Linked DNA regions of Macaca mulatta: region 2 is linked to region 1. The links are chromatin contacts, called in public Hi-C maps. All regions are on one chromosome and are shown on one strand. The core of a region is the stretch at or near the end of the contact, and the rest is flanking DNA. Distances in the headings are between cores, read along the strand shown. Region 1 holds the start of SLC9A4 (solute carrier family 9 member A4). Region 2 holds the start of SLC9A2 (solute carrier family 9 member A2).

Region 1 (4,208 bases), core at 1,139-3,638:
CTACAAAACAAGCTAGGTTTTACACAAATATAAAACCAAGACAAAATGCACCCTTTCTGCATTTATATGTTTATTGATAGAGCAACTAGCTAGTCAGTGACAGGATGAGTTTCCTGGTACTCAGATTGACTTGAGCCATTTCTGTGAAGAGGAAGCCGGGTTGTGGAGTGGGAGCAGGAAACACAGAATCTCTAGCATATTGTTTTAAAAGGAAAACTCAAGTACCAAGTAAGATCGCCTTGAACACAATCAGTGTCCATATGATTTCACGAAAGATGTTAGACTGCTCTGAACTGAGAATGTTATCCATTTAGAAAGCCATTTTTACTTGAATACCTCTGAAAAATATAGTAAGACCCTTTGTGTGACTTAATTACTAAGCAAATTGCACAAGACTTCTTCAAACTAACAATTCCTATTTAATTCACACTTTACTAGCTCAAAATGAATAGCAACTATAAAGGAGAGTCTAAAGGGGACACCTATACCAGTGTCCCCAACACCCATGGAGAGGCAGCTAGGTGAATAGCCAGAGCCCACAGAAGGTAACTGCCAGACCTCAAAGCTCAACCCACATTTCACATCCATCCTAGAGAAAATATACACATATACATAAATGAGAATTAAAATGTTTCATTAATTCTATCTCAATAAGGCAATCTACATACTCAAATAGCATAAAGTTTATAGCTGAGGCAAAGGAGACATTGTGCTTAGCATCTGAGATAATTATATTAATTTTCCACTTTAGAATAAGTTGGTTTTTAAAGAGACAAGGGGGTGCAGTTAGGTATTAAATAGTCACAGAGAATAACCACCTCTTTGGTTTTTGACACAAAGATCCCTTGATTGGAATTTAATCTATTAACTTGGATTCACTTTATTTCACAAAGGAAACTAGAGGTGCCTCACTGGCCCCACTTGGCTTAGGTGTAAACTAATATTTTACTGACAGATATAGTATTATATGCCCCAGCAACCCATCACTGAGTGATACTAGTTGCCTATGGTTTTTTTTTTTTTTTTTTTTTTTTTTTTTTTTGCTTTCTGTCAATTTGCAAGAAGCACATGCTACTTTTAAAGAATAAACAATGGGGTCATTGATGAAGCCCACAATTACACAGCCAAGAACATTTTACAGAAGAAACATTATGTGGTTCCTGAAATTTGAAATTTCCACCTTGCATCATGCCCAGGTCTACGTGCTTTATTCTCTATATTTTTAAAGCATAGAATTTGAAAGTTTTGCATGTCAACAATGTCACATGGTTGTCACCCTGAAATGAGAAGAAACCAACACAGCCCAGTACACAGAAGTATGCTCTCAAATATCAAAGCACAATCTCAAAGTATTAAACAGCTTAGTAAAATGCAGTTATGACTTTCCCTTGACTGAAAGGAAGAGAATTTTTAATGTAATAGCAGTAACGGTTAAAATCCTCTTAGCCCATTATCTATAAGGCATTTTCACATTCACTATCTTATGCAAAAAAATAACTCACCAAACCAGGTGTTGAAGGACTTACCTATTTTTGCAAGGGATGCTAGAAGTATCCAGAGAGTGACCTCATAAGGAATTTGCACGTAGTCAAAATCCAGTTCAAAAACAGATATCCTCTCATCTGGCTCTGAGCTGGCAGCAGCAAACCAAGCGTTAGGTGCATACTGAGCAGTGGAATTTGCAGATTCATTTAAATCAGAAGATGCTTCAGAACACTCAAGAGCCACTAGCAGTAGCAAACAATTCCAAGGACTGAGAGTCACGAACATCTGCAGAGCCATTCTTGTGGGCTTCTCCTACCTACCCCCCTGGGTGGATGTGTGCCACACATCTGAAGTCGGGGAGGCTTCTAGAGAGTGACTGCATCCACCTGGGTCAAAAGTAATATAGGTACAGTCCGTGGGTCCTCCCAAGAAGATTCCGAGTGTGTTATTGAGCTCTGCATGTAGACGCTTTCTAATCTTCTTTAAATCGTTTGTGTTCAGGCAACTCAGCTTCCAACTCAGACGCAGTTATTCAATAGACTTGTTAAAGTCCATGGAGTTACCTGGAGGACCTCCATCCAATCATGGCTTGAGCAATTTATGAAAGGAATAAAAATCTCTTCACTTAAAGGCATTTCCTCATTTCACTGCATACTGGCTTTGTCTTGTGGGTGAAAATTTAAAAGGATACTGTAGCGGTCATTCCATAGATCATTGGAGTCCTTCTAACGAGGAAAGGAAACCTTCCCTCTCTATCAGATCCCAGGAAGGAGCTATCTGATCTGCACCTGTTCCTTCTCTCCTCCCCCTGTCCTCTCATTTGTTTTGAATGGCCAAGGCTGCAGGTAGCTCTTGAACTACACTTAATTATTTGCTCTGATTTGACTTCTGTAATGAAATCCTTTCTCTGAGTGTTCTCGGGAGGTCACACTGCTGACACCTACTGGGCACCTGAAATACAACACCCTTCACACGTTCAGTGATGATCATTAAGGTGACCATGAAAGTATCTAAACCAGGACACTTTGGGGAATGAATAATAATAATGATAATTATGCAAAGCTATAGGCACAAACCAGAACTGTCTGGCAAGCTGTCTTATATTGTCTCTATACATGAGGAAGAAGGAGGATAAGAAGGAGGTGGTAACAACAAGGATGGTAGCAAACATTGAAACTTTTGCATGTTACCAGACTCCATGAGCAGTCATTCAGAGAAGGAATGAAGTTCCAGATCTCTATGAACTTTACACTATAATTTTTTTAAAAACAGGAAACCAAAGAACAAGTTTCATAAATACACCTAAATACCTGGATTTGTAAAACTCCATGGCACATCCAGATTTTCCATTTAAAAAACATTTGTTGTTGTTGAAAAGAAGCAGAATCATAGAGTGTTGATGAAAGAATTTTGAGATAATTTTTATGAGCCTACTTCTCACGCTTCTACTTGTGGCCATGTGACCTTGGGGAAGTTAATTACCTTTCAGAAATTCTTTATCTGAAATGGGGAGGAAAATATCTGTCTCATTGAGTAGCTAGGAACATTAAATAAGATAAAGCAAGTAAAGAATTTGGCATATCATTGGCACTTAAATGTTAGTTTTTATTTTAAATTACATTTCTTATTCTTTTAGGATAACACACAACACTTTTGCAACGATTACTGATACTCAGTGAAAAATGAGAATAATACATCATCCATATACTACCTCAACATCTCTTTTATATGTGTTTTGTTTTTTTCTTAGTTCATATTAGTGAGTGCAGGGGATTTCCCCCTACCCAACACACATACACACACACGCACACACACACACACTCAGCAAACATCACTGGGAAATTGAGAAAGGAATGGTTGAGAAGGGCTAACACCTAGATGCAAATTCATAGTGAGGCAATAGAATTAAAAATTGGCATATGAATATTTTTTCTTTTTCCTTCAGTTTGACTCCAAAATAGATTAGATTCAGTCACTGAAATGAGACTATCAGGTGGACTACAAGAAGGGTACCCATATTGAGTCAATTATTTTTTCTCAAAGAATATATGAATATCCTTTAATAGAAAGCTGCTTTATAATAGGTGTTTTATTTTTATTTGCATTTTATTGCAAATTTTTTTTTCTAAAAAGAAATGAGGGAGCAAGTCTCACATAGTGCCTTGTGGAAAGACCAAAACTAAGAATCAAAAGCCTTATTTACTCAGATATTAATTATCTTATTGGCTTTGGAAAATTACCTGTTTGAGCCTTAGTTTTCTCATCTATAAAATAAAGATGCTGTCCATACCTGGTAACCATTTCCTGCTCTAAAATTCCAAATTTTGTGACTATATGGCAACCCGTTTAGCCTTATGATCACCTGATGGCTGATAGTCCAGTCCCTCTCAGAGTAAGAATGTCAATCTTGGGAGGATAGTAGGAGAACAACTTGAGCTCTGCAACAGTCTACTAACTTGTAGTCCAGGTTAAGATGTAGCAGCCCGCTTCATCAACCATTGGCATCACTTCCACTCATGCAGTAATTTCATACAGATGTCTGAACATTCTAAAATGCTTTCTTAATATAAGTTTCCCAGAAAGTGTATGTGAGACAAAGCTTCCATGAGAGGTGCAAACCAAGGGCAGCAAAAGTGAGGGGAAAGGGGGAAGAAGGGAGAAGCTCTTCCAGAATGACAGCATGAGAAGCACCATAGACTCTCTTCCTAGTGAAACAACTATAA
Region 2 (4,208 bases), core at 482-2,981, 130 kb before region 1:
GTCCGGAGGAGAAGCCCGGGCCGGTGGAGGAGGGGTGCTGTCACCCCAGTCGGGCGCTGCGGAGGCCAAGACAAGGCATGGGGTTCTCTGAACATACAGAAAGTTTAGGAAAGCCAAATTTTGTTTCCTTTGCGAGAGTTTATCAACTCGCGCACAAGGTGCTCTGCGCAGGGGAGCTCCCTGTGCGGAACTCAGTGTTCCCACGCCCCCACGGAGTCGGAATCCTGTTCTCTCCTCTGCCACACTGTGCTGCTTTCACCCATTTGCTACACTGTCGCTGCCACTTTTCTTCTCCCTCCCCCAGCTCACGTAAAACCAAAACATCTTTCTCCGCTTTTAGGCTTAGAGGTGTACATGTCCAAGAGCATAAGAAATATAAATATTTCATGGAAAACCAGTGATTTGCCTCGCTGAGATTGACTTGCTCCCCTAATTACAGGACAGGCTGTGGTTAGGAAAAGAAAGGAAGCGCGATTCTCCTTCTGGATCTGAAAGGGCTTTCTCATGCAGAGCCAACCTTTCCTGTCCTTCAGAGCGCAGCCTTCTTCACTGGTTGCGATCTCACTGTTCGAGCATCTTTATCGCCAGAAACTGAAATGAGCACAAAGGGGACTAGTTGCCATTCAATTAACTCAAAGTTTTCCCTTTGATAGTTATGAAATAAAAATCCTCCTCTTTTCTTAATCTTTGATGTGTCAAAACGCGTGGCTTCTACTATTAAACAAACACCAGGCAGTTCGACCTTCAAAGCAGTTTTTTTTTTCTTCTAAGTTTTAACATAGAAAATCAATGAGATGTCAGCAGAGGGTACAAGAAAAAAAATCCTCCACCTGCATAGAAGAAAATAAGGAACAGTCCTCTTTGGACCTTCAAAGTAATGGGTCCAGGCTAAAAAGAGAGAAGAATTCTGAGAGATGTTACAGAGCACTACTTCATTTGCTGTTTCACAAAGCACCAGTTTTTCAAAAGTGCTACAGAATTGAAACTAAAGATATTATCTTAAAAAGAATCACTGCGCATCCCAAACTCAGCCTCCCCTTCTCCTTTCACTGGAAACTTTTATTAAAGGTATGTGCCTAACATACCCCCGTGAAAAGGCAGCAAATAAGAGCTTTTTAAAATTTTTGAGTACCTATCTCTACATGGGAAGCTCAATACAAGGCACTTTACTTGCATTTTTCTGTTAATCATAAAAATCCAAAGAGGCAGATATTTTTTACCCATTTTATAAGTGAAGAAATATAGTGTAAAAATTTTTTAAAATAAACAAATAGACTTAATCAAGTTCACACATTAAGTAAGTATCTAGAAGGAATTCACGCCCAGGCCTACCCAGGCTAACACTGGTTTCATCTCACCCTTTACCCCATGACTAGTTGCCCATAAACAGCAGGCTATATTCTCAGCTACTGCAAAATAAGCAGTGGAGAATATTTCAGGGATTGTTCCAAAAAGTTATCGCAGGATACAGTTTTAGTAAGTGAATCAGGCAGGTCTACACACTTAGTGACATAGTAATAGGGAGAGGGCACATTTAGACAATAATTTCTAGGAGTTTGTCACACAACACTTTTAAGAATGATTGTGCATCATGAACCAGTAAATGAATGACAGATCTGTTTCTGGGCCCTCACTGCCCATAGACCCTATGTGGTATCAATTTAACTTTACACATCTATGCTACTGAAGTCAAAGGCTATCCACTTTTCTTTTTTACATTTGGAAAAAAAAAAAAAAGTCCTTTTATTTATTCTTGTAAGTAAATAAATTAGTTTTAAAAAGACGCTTTTCATCTTTCCCTTAAAGCAAATCTTAAAAGAGTTAAATTATGTCCCTATGCCGAGAGCGACTTGGCCTGGCTCTTTCTTCAAAATGCCCTCTGACTAGGAGCTCAGCCGTGAAAGTGGTAACACCAACCCATAGAATGACTGAAGCAAGAAGCGAAATGTGGGTACACATTTAAAACCCTTTAGTGGTTTCTTCGTGACCTTTAGACATCTTACCTGGTAGCTGAATTTCTGGACTAATTGGGGGTCCTCTTTTATGCCCTTTGATTTCCCATAACTTTTCAGCACTTAATCATTTTGCTTTTCTCCTACTGAAAATCTCTGTGAAGGTATTGGTCTGTTTGACTCATTCTTTTATCTTTAGCTCCTAGCATAGTGCCTGGAGACAGTGAGTACCTGCTAAATATGTGTTGGACGAATAAATGTATGAAATGACGATGAAATGAACAGCTCCCACACATTAGGGATCTGAACTGCAGGCCTTTCTCACAGTTAGGTCAGTTGCAGGATGGACATGAATTCTCCTAGTTTCACATGAAATGTTTTCCTCCAGTGATCCCTGGTTCACATTGTGGGATCTCTCATGTCTTTTTTCCCCCGTCTATCCAAATGATATATGAATTTAATCACATTACAAAATTTCTAAATATTTTTAGAAATTATAGTTACCTGATTTGAGATTGACTTTCACATAGCATGGAAATATTTACTAGGAATGTATGAATCTTCTAAGGCAAACACGTACTTTTTTTTTGTCTGTACTTTGCTCTAGAGTGGTCTGTTAGAATATTACTGTATTTAATGGAGTACTTTAGTAGGAATAACTCCTGAATTATACAGCCATCAAGCAAGACACTAGATCTGGCATCACTAGGAATCACAAAGAATTTTGGAATACTTTCTGGTCCAAGGGAAAGAAATTAGTAAAATAAAACAGAGTTAGCTTAAGAGGACACGCACCTTAAAATATAAAAACACGAGCTATGCAGAGGAGATTAGGATCCTGACCTAACCCAGGACTGATCTTAAATCTCCTGCTCCTGCACTGGAAACTTCAGGAAGAACTGAGGTTTAACTTTGTGTCTCTTGCCGTACAGAGCTTAGAGCTTACTGAAGAGTTGTTGAATGTTGAGACCTCAGGAACTTCTGTATGAAGGAGCAGGCAGAGGTCTCTGCATGCCAGCAAACATATTCTTCACAGCTCCAAAAGGCTTAATGTGCTATCCGTCTTTTTCAGATGTAGAGTGGAGGCTGACAGAGAGGAAGGAAACAGCTCATTAGTGGCAGTAGCTCTTCTGGACCACAGTGCGGCGCCAGAGGTTAGCACCTCCCTTAGAAGCTAGTATGCGGAAGCAATGTATGTTCAATCAAGAGACAGAGACCAGGGAACGGCTCCATCCTCAGATACCAGTGTAACAATCGCAATAGTTACTAATAATAGATACTAATATGTCACGCTATTCTTTGCACATTTTTATAATATTCATATTTTATATTCCCCTTTCTTTAAATTCTACATTGTGCAACCTCTAGCCATTAGTTGGGTAATAGATCAATTGAGAATCTTTGCCTATAAAAAGTTGACACTCATAATATTGTTGATTTGGTTATTTTATTATTATATTTGAAAGTTCTCAATGTTTAAACTACTGTCTTTTTTTAAGAGACTTACTTCTCAGCAAAAATCTAAGGACTTCTTCCCAGAGAGCAGTCATGCAGCGGTGTGAACATTTTACTGATGCCCACAGAATTAATGTTTTTCTCTCTTTCTTTTTGGCCACATATATTTGTTTCAGCAGAGAAATGTTTTGCTTTATGAAAAGGTACTTTCTGCAAATTCAAGCTTATAAATAATAGTGGTACTTTTTTGTTGTTTAGTTTTGTAGAGATGGAGTCTCACTGTGTTGCCCAGGCTGGCCTCAAACTCCTAATAACTCCTGGACTCAAGTGATCCTCCCTTCTCAGCCTCCTAAGTAGTTGGGACTACAGGCACACCACCACACCCAGCTAACAATGGTACTTTTAATATTGAATTCTCCTCAAATATTTAAGCTAAGAGAGTTTCAGATATCCAACCACCAAATTTTTCAGTGCTTTGGTTTTCCTCCATAAAATAAGGGACTTGGGACAAGTAATTTTATGTTTCTTTATAAAAAGTTTTAAAAATTTAAGATATGAATTTAAAACATCTGTGTAGAATGGACACACGCCTACATCCTGGCTCATCCTGCTCCAGATACTGTGATGTTGCATGTGGGAAGAGAGACTCCCTGTCCTTTCAACTTTGTCATGTATCATCTGAACTCTGACATGCAAGGCAGTCAGAAAGCAAAAACTGAACTTACCTTGCAGGGAGAAAAACTAAAGTCTGTCTTGGTTACTGATGCTTATATACCCTGCTTCTTAGGGGGAAGACAGATA

Evidence for each region. A called contact is a pair of places that touch in the nucleus more often than the background predicts.
Region 2: a contact with region 1 is called in a Hi-C map of fetal cortex germinal zone, with 3 times the contacts expected there. The contact joins the promoter of SLC9A2 here to the promoter of SLC9A4 in region 1. A contact is called at or near these places in 3 of 14 Hi-C or Micro-C datasets (fetal cortex germinal zone, fetal cortical plate and liver).

The regions. Positions count from the first base shown.
Region 1 is chr13:10,594,127-10,598,334 of T2T-MMU8v2.0, reverse strand. SLC9A4 (solute carrier family 9 member A4) reads right to left here and starts at 2,388. Exons shown (of 12, transcript XM_077958950.1): 1 at 1,527-2,388. The coding sequence starts at 1,782.
Region 2 is chr13:10,726,284-10,730,491 of T2T-MMU8v2.0, reverse strand. SLC9A2 (solute carrier family 9 member A2) reads right to left here and starts at 1,731. Exons shown (of 12, transcript XM_001108368.5): 1 at 1-1,731. The coding sequence starts at 95.